Linked DNA regions of Mus musculus: region 1 is linked to region 2. Evidence: chromatin contacts called from public HiChIP or PLAC-seq data. All regions are on one chromosome and are shown on one strand. The core of a region is the stretch at or near the end of the contact, and the rest is flanking DNA. Distances in the headings are between cores, read along the strand shown.

Region 1 (5,247 bases), core at 2,269-4,768, 1.5 Mb after region 2:
CCATGCTGGAATAATAGGCCTAATAGTCCAGCCCTGCCTACCCTCAGGAACAATTGCAGTGGGATTGAAGGGTGACAGTGTACACACTGCAAGTGCTCCCTGATTCCCAAGTGCTAAACAAACAAGACGCGTGTGCCTGCTTCAGCCTTGACTCTACAGAAGCAACTACCGCTCTGCTAGGACCCTCTCTATTCTAGGCTGTTGATAGACACTTCACTCTTTTGGTGCAGGAGGGGTAGAATAGGAGAAACCAAACCTGTGGGTGCTAGCCATTTCTGACAAGATCATCTATTCAAACCATCTAAGCAATTACAGATAAAGCTAAATACCATTTGCAACCTGCTGCAGAGATTGGGAGTGATGGATTGGTAAACTGAGAAGAGGCAAGAGGTCTGTGCTCCAAACTCCCATTTGCGATAAGGGAGCTATGTCTGCCAGGCTCGCTGAGAGGGAGAGGTGAATGTGATCTGTAATCTATCTTATTTAGTGTTGTTGGCTCCCCTATCACCCCTTCAAACAAGCAGACACTATCGATGGGCTGTAAGTGGAACTGCAAACGTGGTTTAAGAGAATATTGACAGTCTACATCAATGAAGCTTTCCCAAGTGAGAGACAGTTACATATTTTAAAACCTAGTGTTCTCTGTGCTTATTTCTTTGCTAAAGAGGAAGGCAATCCATTAGTGATGAGAAGACACATGAAAAGGATAAAAGGATAATATACATGATTGCAGCAGCCAGATGAGTTCCCTTTGTGTGTGTGTGTGTGTTATAGAACAATTGGTTGCATTTGAGGAGTCTTACACATTAGAAAATATAACATGCTATCTTTCATTTATTAAAAAAAAAAAAAAGTATGTACCAGCCAGAAAGATGGCTCCCTGGGTAAAAGTGCTTGCAACCAAGGCTGATGATCTGAACTCCATCCCCGGAACTCAAATAATAGGAGAGAACTGGCTCCCTTAAGTTGTCCTTTAACTTTCCCATGCATAGAGTCATGGTCTCATACATGCTCACATGCACACACATACAAACACATGGACAAACATACATACACACACAAAACACATACAAACACACAAACAAACAAACATACACACACAAAACACATACATACAAGTAAATAAATAAATATATAAGATTTCATTTTTAAAACTTAAAAAAAATGAATAGAGGCTGGAAATGGTTCAGCCGTTAACAGTGTGCACTGCCCTTCCAGTGACCCAAGTTTGACTCCCGGTACGTTCACTGGATGGCTCTAGAGGGGATCTAAGACTTCTAGACTCCAAGAGCACCCGAAATCTCAAACACAAAACAATTCATTTGTTAGTTTGTTTTTCAAGACATGGTTTCCTCTGTGTAGCCCTGGCTGTCCTAGAACTCACTCAGTAGACCAGGCTGGCCTCGAACTCTGAGACTTCGTTTGCCTCTACCTCTCAAATAATTAAATAAGTTTTTAAAGGTAGGGGGAAAGACATTTACAAATGTGATATACACTGTATACTGTCTAAGTGTTATGGGCGTGGTGGCTGGTGCCAGTGAAATCGATTGATTCTCTGTAGTTCTCAAAACTCCTGGGAAATGTCCTTTTAAAATTTCCCTCTCCTCTCTGCAAGGACGTTATGGGGTCCACTGAAGTCAAAGATAAGTGATGAAATCCAGCTTCACTATCATCTTTGAATTACTCTTTTTAGTTGCTATGTGAATAAAATGTAAATTTTATTCTGGGGCTGGGATTGAACCCAAGACCCCATACACAAAGCTCTAACATTCAGCTACACTTGCAGCCCAAACTTATCTTTTCTTTTCCTTTCTTTTCTTTTCTCTTTCGCTTCTCTTCTTCCCTTCCCTTCTCTTCTTTCTTTCTTTCTTTCTTTCTCTCCTCCTCCTTTCTCTCCCTCCTTTCTTCTTCAGCATAACAAACTCTATCTTTTTCTTGAGTCCCTGCCCTCTTTCCTAGTTTATTCTCAGTACAAGAAGTTACATAAGACAACACGCCATTCCCCAAGTCAATGAACACATACCAGGCACCTAGGGCACTGTGTTTCTTCACCAGAATGCCCACTGTGCCCTCCTCATTCTTCTGTATTGTTCCCTGAAACCTGCCGATCTGGAAACAAGTCTTTTCTTAATCTCAGGACCTGGCGGCACAGGGCTTTAACATTAGTGAGACCACTGACAACAACGTTTATTGATTTCTCTGCTGTGGTGCACTTTGTCTCCTGGAATATTTGTTGTGTGATACTTAGAGATACTTAGTGAGTATACGGTATGGAAAATCTGGGCAAACTGGTGGAAATAGGAGCAAAAAGCAATAAAGCAGGACAGGCCTGGGGGGAGGGCAATGCTTATCAACCCTCAATTAATACACCCTGTAGGAAATTTATCTATGTAAATAGTTGAGAATGCCTTCTAAGATCGAGCTGCAAGGCTGAACACCAAAGTCCTATTTAAACATCATCATTCAATATACAACCTTACGTTCTTCGATGGGGCATTGGTTAAGTAAATGCAAAATGCATAGTAATCATTAACATATGCATGGAACATATTTTTTAAAGTAATATTTAAACAAGAAAATGTTAGTAAATGTTTTGGTTCTTGTGAGTTCATGTAGTACGGTTATTAATCATGCTGTTAGTGGGTCTGAGTGCTGCCATTTCAATTTTTTTTTTCATTCAGGTTTTGAAAAAAATTACCTGACTTTTTAAAGACTAGTCATTTTATGATTAAAAAAAGATTATCCAAACAGCTGGGATAATTTTCAAGGTTTTATGATTAAAACAAAGAAATCCTCCCATTAGCCTATTTTGCTTTCCTGATAAATGTTTCTCCAAAGTTCCGTGTGCACCCTGAAACTGCTACAGGAGGGCGCCTCAGAGGGAGCGTGCTGTGCTCAGCTCAATTTACTGGACTTTGCACAGCTGGAACCAGCTGCTCTGGGCTGTAGCAGTTCCTGGAGTTTGCAGGAGGCGCAGACAGGCCAGCTCGGAGCTCCGCAGCCCCACGCTGTGTCCCCGAGGCCCGCGCTGGCAAGCGGCCTGCGCGTTGACTCCACTTCCTCTGCTCGCTTTCCCGGAGATGCCCGCCCACGCCACCGCCGCCCTGCCGCTGAGAAGTCACGCTCCAGCCTCCGAGCTGCTCGGAAGCTGCCGCGAGGGAAGGCAGTGGCGCGTGGACCCGCGAACTGACCAGAATAGCCCTAGAATGGGACCAAGAGACGGCTGTAGCTGTCGTTTAGTGAGATGACACCGGGCTTACGTTGAATTTTCTGTGGACTGAATTCGATCTTCCGCCTGCAAGAGCCAGCGTCGATCGAGGCTACTTCAGGTCTCCGCCGGGTGTCACTATCAGGAAACCCAGGCCCAGATGTTTCTGAGAGCTCTGCCAAAAGGAGGGCGAAGTAAGCCCCTAGATGGGCAAACTCGTAATTTCAACTCCCACTTCTCTCCTTTCCCCATCTCTCTCCGCTCTCCTTTCTCCTCTGTCTCTCAGTTTCACTGTGCACCCCAGGCTGGCCTGTGTCTATCTCGCTGCAATCCTCCCTCCTCAGCCTACTGCTGGGATAACTGGCAACTAGTTCAATTGGTGCCTCTGTTTCCCCAAATCTTACTGAAAATAGTGACCAGATCTGTGGAATGCTATCCAGCTCTTCCAACAAATACCATGATACCACCCTAAGGGCCCCAAAAGCACACACACAGCCACCGGAAACAGAACTTAGTTTCGGGTCTGGGCCAACGCCCTATACACTTGCATCTCAGCCACCCGTCCCATATCTAGCCTGTCCCCGGACTTCGAAGAGAGGCTAATAACAGTATGCATGTCTCAGGATCTACGGCCGGAGGAGCGCCCAGGAACCCGCGGGCGTATGTCAGCGAGCCTGCACCGGGCGCTGGGCAGCCCTGGGTCCTGGGCCAGGCCAGCTTTGGCGGCGGGGAGGCGGACCTTTTGATCCCCTCCGCAGAAGGTCCCCGGTTCGGCTGCACCCCGCTGAAGCCGCTGGGAAGCTAGATGTAAAGAGTTAGCGCGGTGGCCGCCTCCCCCACTTCCTGCGGGGTCCCCCGCCGCGGCCCCATTGCACAATCCCTGCCGTGCAATCGCCCCGTGACTCGCACCCAGCCTGAAATGGTTCCCAGGTTTCCAAGCCTAGCAAAGAACCGCGGCGTCCCCGCCCCGACCTCAGGCGCACTCCAAGCCGTATTTCTTCGGGTGACTGGGCCGCACTTTAACGTCTAGAATGCACTTGTCAAAGAAGGGCAAGTTCACGCAGCAGCCACCAGCTCCAGGCTGGCGCCGGGTGGCTACAGCTGACTTGGCCCTTCTCCGTGGTATACCTTCAAGCAGCACGTTTTGGGGGTGGGGGAGAAACAGGCATGTGCCATAGAGGAAGGAGGGGGAAGCTGTATTGCAGATCTTCAGGAATCCGCCCTGACACCGACGGTGGACCCAGGAAGCGTGGAGGCAGCATACAGAAGACTGTGTCAGTAGTCCACGCCATTATCTTAGAGACAGGAAACCTAGAAATTAAATGGTGTGCCTGAAGTCACCTAGCTAATGTAGACTGCAGGCAATGTCTGGGTTGTAGTTGTAAGGACGAGGTGGGGGATGGTTTCCTTTTAAGAAAATAGTGCGCCTTCCTTAGCAATCACTGCAACTCCTGACTCCACATTACAAAAGGAAGCAATAAGTCTAGCCCCTAAAAGGGCTAAATTTGGCAGTGTCCCGGGAAGGTATCAGCTACTCATTTCAGTTATTTTCACCAGTTGAGAGCACTCGAAATATCGCACAAAATACCTAATGAAAAAGAGAGGGACCACGAACGTTTCTCCAAGATCAGATCTAAAATGCCAAGTTCCCAATAACATTACTTTGATGATTAAACTGTTCAGTGTTCTGCCGATGTGCCAGCTGGTTTCGGAAGTGAATTGTCAAGTGAATTGCTCTATGCTGGACTGGATCATTTAGGCTTGGAATAGATTTGCTGCTCATCTTTCAGAATATTCAGTCTGAAAATATACGGGACAAGGACAGACTTACAGGCTCGCGTGTTGTCTTTGGCATTTCTAGGGTGACCATGTATAACAAATGTTTAATTTGGGCACCAGATGCCAAACAAATAGATGTGAGGATCAAAGGAACCCAAATTAAAAGTGGTAATCATGGGCTGGAGAGATGGCTTAGCAGTTAAGAGCACTGACTGTTCGTCCAGAGGTCATGTTTTCAATTCCTAGCATCCACATAGGGG
Region 2 (5,385 bases), core at 2,353-4,852:
AGAAACAGACTCTGTTTGGCTGAAGCAGCATGATAATACACATTAATTAGAAAGGCTAGGTAAAGGTACTAGGAAATTTATAAATGAAAATGGCGGGGGGTGGGGGTGGGAAAGACTCAATGGAAATGTAATAGTAAAAGCGGTTTCACTTGCCGTTAGTAATATGTAAGCAAAGATGTGGTGTAAAATTTCTCCATATAGTCTAAAGCAGCTGTTCTCCCTAAGCCCCCTTTTAAGTCTGAGCCTGATTTTAGCCTTACACTCCTGATCCCATCCTCCTGCCTCTCGCTCCAAAGCACTGTGTTTACAGGTACCACCACCACATCCGTCTTCGGATAATTTTTTTTTAAACAGCAACTTTATCAGTCACTTAATATTTTCGATCAACTATTCTATTCATGAGGATTGAAAGCCCTGGTGTTTTAGTCCAAGTTATTTTTCCACCTCAAGTCTAAGAGTCAAGGTTGCAACCTAGATTAATCATGTTGCCTCTGGCTTGAGAACACACATAGAAAACAAGAGCACATTTGCTTGGGGAGACGAAAGAAATTAGGAGCAGCAATTAGTTGACTCACCAGCTTCTCTTTTTGAAAAAGGGCCAAAGGCTCTTAGAGAAACTATACTTACTGAGAACATAAAATGGATAATCTCTAAATCTAAACAAAAACAAACAAAACAAAACGTAAAACAATTTAATTTGGTGGTGATTCCTACTACTAAAAAAATGATATTCAAATTATAAAAGCAAGCAATCAAAGATTTCATCACACTAAGAAGCAGCAGCACCAACATGGCTGGGCACACCTGACTGTTCCTTCTCTAGCCTACCTCCCCCATGTAGCAAGCATTAAGCTGAATCCTATGCCATGCCCCTGCTATTGGACATAATCTTTTGCTTTTGCTATGATCTTAGCACACGCATACATAAGCCCAAACAACTGCTTATTTTGCTTGCCTTTAAACCTTAAAGGCTGTATGCAGTCTTCCTACGAATCTGTTCTTCAGTCACTGTTTTTAAAATCCTAACCATTGTATCTTCATTAATTTATTCCTTTCCACTTATTTTAGATTCATTCAGGCTACACTTATTTCCCCAATTGCTTTTCTTAAAAAAAAAAAAAGAATAGAATGTTATTTTCCAGTCAAATATAAAGAAAATTATGAGTGAGTACAGATTACACCTTTCCACAATTGCATACCAAAACGTCATCATTTCAACATCACTGAAAATCAGTCCAGTTTCTGGGACTGGAGAGATGGCTCAGAAGTTAAGAGCACTTGCTACCCTTACAGAAGACTGGGGTTCAGTTCCCAGCAACGGTATGGTGGCTCATTATCATCTCTGACTCCAGTTCTGGGGCACATGATGATCTCTCCTGGCCTCCCTGGGTACCAGGTTGTAAGTGATTCATATACATACATGCAGGCAAAACACTCATCCACATTATAAAAAAAATGGTTTTTTTTTTTTTTTAGCTATCTTTTATAAGAACTTCCCAAGGTTTCTATTAGTACCACTTTGACTTCATAGTTTATCACATTTAAAAACAAAGCATCTCACTAACGAAGACGGAACTCTGCTACCAAAGCAGTGGTTCTCAACCCTTCTAATGCTGCAACCCTTTAATAAAATTATTTTGTTGCTACTTCATAACTTTAATTCTGCTACTGTTATAAATCATAATGTAAATATCTATATTTTCCAGTGGTCTTAGGTGGCCCCTGTGTAAGGCTGTTCGACCACCAAAGGGGTCATAACCCACAGGTTGAGAACCACTGCGCTACAGCGTGACTATGCTTCATACATGAAATTATTATGATGGCTTTAATCTCTTTGCTAAAACACATTAGCAGCAAAGCTGGGTCTAGGATGTAGTTCATCAGGTACAGTGCTCAGTTACTATACACAAAGCTTTAGGTTGGACCCCCAGCACTGAATAAACAGTGGGCGGTATGCAATCCCAGCACTGGGGGAGGTGGACGGAAAATTAGAAGTTTGTTGTTTTCTTCAGCTACAAAGTGAGTTTAAGATCAGCCTGGGTTATACAAGCCCCTGATTCTTTAGAAAAATGGACCAACCAACACAACTGCTAAAAATATGGGATGTCAATGTACTTAATGAAACTCTTCTAATATAACAACATCTACTCATATATTAAAGTTGCCAGTTGCCAGAAAAATATCCACTTCCAATAGATTTTGGTTCCTCACTTCTGTAAACAGATCAGGAACATAGTTTACACACCAAATTCATTTTCATTCTTTTCCTGCTTAAGTTTTGTTCCCTCATCTTTGCCAGCAATGTTATAATAGACATTTTTCTAATGCATTAAAAGATAAACCTTTTTAGAATGGTGAGTTAATAAATATTGTTATTTCCGAAGGTCCTCCTTCTTTTATGTCAGCTCATATCTTACACAAGTATCCCCGATAATATCTTAGTTTGCATTTTACTCAAACAGGAAAATGTTACCCTAGCAGGAAGTACCTAAATCAGCCTGGTACGGGGGTAGCCAAAGAAGTATTACAAGAGTTAGGTCTTCCTCCTCCCTCAAATTCTTTAAAAAGACCCTGTTTTTTTTAAAAACAAAACAAAACAAAAAAAAAAAAAAACCTGTTTATACAACCGCTAACTGTGCTTTATATAGCCTATGTAGGGTAGCCGAAGGGTAGCAGTCTAGCACAATACCCATCTCTACTATGGTCATTTTCGGTAATCACATTATTGGGGTTGGGCTGTAACTTAAAGATGACCCAATACAAACCCACTTTTTACTTTTTTCAAGCTTATTTTTATAAGTAAGAAAAGTAAATCACTTATTACTGAGTTGCTAAGTGATAATCTTAAGAATCTTTCAGTGCCTGAAATCCATTCAGTCCATGAAATCTCTCCCGAGTTTCAGAGAACTCACTACACAAATGCTTAACAAGCATTTAAAAATTCTACAAATTACAGAGAAATGTTTACTTAATATACTCTTTCATTCTTAGTCATTTCAAGTTAGACATTACTCAGATTTAGCCCGCAGCTTACACAATGATGTGAAGTTTTAAGAGTCAAAGAAGTGTTGGAAGGGTAGAGGTAGGTTGGGAATACCAAGCATCCCGACGCTGTCAACAGAGAAAAGTTTATAGAAATAAAAAAGACAAGGTGACCATGGGACGGCATACTCTTCCTGTATACTCTTTTTGCTCATAGAGGGCCCACAAAACAGCAACGTCTGGGGAAGGGATACCTACGGCATTTCGGGACTCCGTTGCTGGACAGAACCAACTGAGAAACCGCAAACGCGGAAGCATAAAAAGCCCGCGTAGTAAGCGCTGGATGAGGTGTCACCCCGTATGCAGCTCGCCGGAAACAGTCTCCGCGCGAGAAAGAGCCTGAACGTGTTCAAGGAAATGGTGCAGGGAGTCTAAGGCCAGAATCCATTTAGCCCCAGCCGCATGCAGCGCACGACCCTCCTCACTATTGTGGACATGCCAGCCTCGCAACAGATAAGCTACAATGCCATGGCTGTTCTCTCTCGGTCAATGGTCCACAAATCTCTGGTCGGAGCGTTTGGAAGGTGCTCTGCCTCTTATTTCCGGTGGCGGCGAGGCGCAGTTGCTATGGTAATCTAAAAAAGGCGGAGGTCTGTCCGGTTGCGCCGAGAGGTTCGCGGATCTACTAACGAAAATTGGCTGCTCTTCTTGGTTTGTGAGCTGAAATTAGGTAGCCACCAAGCCTCTCTCTTGCTCTGTCGCTCGCTCTGCTCTTCATTGTGCGGCCGCCTCTCCCATCTGCTACGTTTACTTCTGTGTCCTCCTAAGAGCCGGTGCATGCCCCGAAACACACAAGGGGATGCAGCATCGTGGCCAGAGGAGTACAAAAAACGGAGAGAGCTTGTCTGGGATTAGTTGTGACTGTTTCACGGTGCAGCGACGGTGACTGGATGGCTCTCTGTTTTCATTTGGCCCTTTAGACGCCTTAGGCGCTTTTAACAGTTTATTTTTCCTGCTTATTGTGTGCCTAGTTATTTATGGAGCCGTTTGCTACAATATACTCTCCAGGCCCCTGTCTCAGACTTGGGCTAGAATTTTAAATAAAAGGTGGTTTCCGAGCCCTAGGGGTGCAATTATATATTTATTTAAGCTTCAGTTTGGACTGTCTTCACAGGAAGGGAAAGAATAGAATTCTGGAACATTTCTGTCCAGGGATTTTCATGTGAGAATAACCCCATTTGGAAGGAGCACTTGAAGATCCTTAAAAATGTTTTTAAATTGCTTGCTGTAAGCCGAGTGCTTGCTCTTCCTTATTGGAATAGTTTTCTTTCCCGTTTGTGAGATGGCGCGCACGCATATGTGTTTAAAACCGATGTTTAATTATGGTGATACCAATTTGCAGTAACCAGACTGTGACACCACATCCCTATGGGGTCCTTCTAAATCTGGTGTAATATGAAAGTGTCAGGCAGGCGGTCTGTGTATTATAAATAGGGTACTTCATCCATGATAAGCGATTATTATCTTTCTTTCCCAAGTGTAAAAGACCTACATAATTCAAGAAGGTGCCAGTGATTTAGGCCTCCTGAGTATGAATCCAATGAGTCCTGAAGGGGACCCTACCTGTGTCATCTTATTGTTCAACTTGAACTATTCAATTTATTAGATTGGAATGTATTTTTAGAAGTCAACGCAGGATAAAGCAATGTTGGAAGCCATTAGACCACCAGAACAATTTTGCCCTGCATAGTAGCCTTTGTTCAATAAACCTTCATTCACATTAAAAGAAGAAATGACTGAGATTTCACAAATTACCACTGACTGGGTGACATCTCTGTCCCTCAATTTCATCATCTGTAAAATGGACAAAAAGTGCCTGGTCAGTGTAGAAAGGATTAAATAAGACGTTTGATTGTATATTAATGTCTTATGAGCAGACATGCTGTATAGACACTAAATATTATTACTAGTAAAGGAACTTTATAAAGCTCAATGTAATCGGTGGAACTTCAAATATCCAGTGATTTGACATGAGCTGTATTATAGAAATGTGAATGAAATGATAGTTAATCCTGCTATGGGGGGATCCAACTGCAGTTGATTTGCATTAAAAAAAAAACCTCACTGTTGGGGAATTTCACTCCATGTATGTTTTCTTTAGCATTTGTGTGTCCTGAAGTATTCTGTATGTTTCACATTTGTGAACTGTTGTAATCTTAACAACCCTGTGAAGTCTCCCCTGAAGTCTTATTTTGAGATGATGCATGTATGCATTTTCTTTGTTCTGATTCTTTTGGATTATGCTACATCATTGTTCTTTAGGATATCATTGTATATTTGAGAAATTATATACAGTGTGTATATCTATCCATCTATAATTAGAAATCAGTTATTAAGGACTTA

What was found. HiChIP or PLAC-seq counts read pairs in DNA pulled down with a chosen protein or histone mark.
Region 1: a contact with region 2 is called in an H3K4me3 HiChIP or PLAC-seq map of the 230-238 cell line, with 8 read pairs. The contact joins the enhancer-like site here to the promoter of Efcab7 in region 2. A contact is called at or near these places in 2 of 39 promoter capture datasets (cranial neural crest and liver), 1 of 115 datasets of contacts at active chromatin or transcription factors (the 230-238 cell line) and 2 of 9 other capture datasets (adipose tissue and liver).

What each region holds. Positions count from the first base shown.
Region 1 is chr4:101,289,138-101,294,384 of GRCm38.p6, forward strand. It overlaps Gm12796 (a long non-coding RNA gene), which reads right to left. Exons shown (of 2, transcript XR_003955080.1): 1 at 3,948-5,247; 2 at 2,551-3,383. Among named protein-coding and RNA genes, the nearest start is that of Gm12796, 3.9 kb to the right of the region's middle. Within about 2 kb of position 3,519, at least 321 of the 459 cell types and tissues checked have an H3K27ac peak or open chromatin away from gene starts, as enhancers often do. A contact at or near this core is called in the 230-238 cell line, adipose tissue and liver, where this site is marked.
Region 2 is chr4:99,825,843-99,831,227 of GRCm38.p6, forward strand. Efcab7 (EF-hand calcium binding domain 7) reads left to right here and starts at 3,603. Exons shown (of 14, transcript NM_145549.2): 1 at 3,603-3,712. Itgb3bp (integrin beta 3 binding protein (beta3-endonexin)) reads right to left here and starts at 3,316. Exons shown (of 9, transcript NM_026348.4): 1 at 3,241-3,316. The coding sequence starts at 3,245.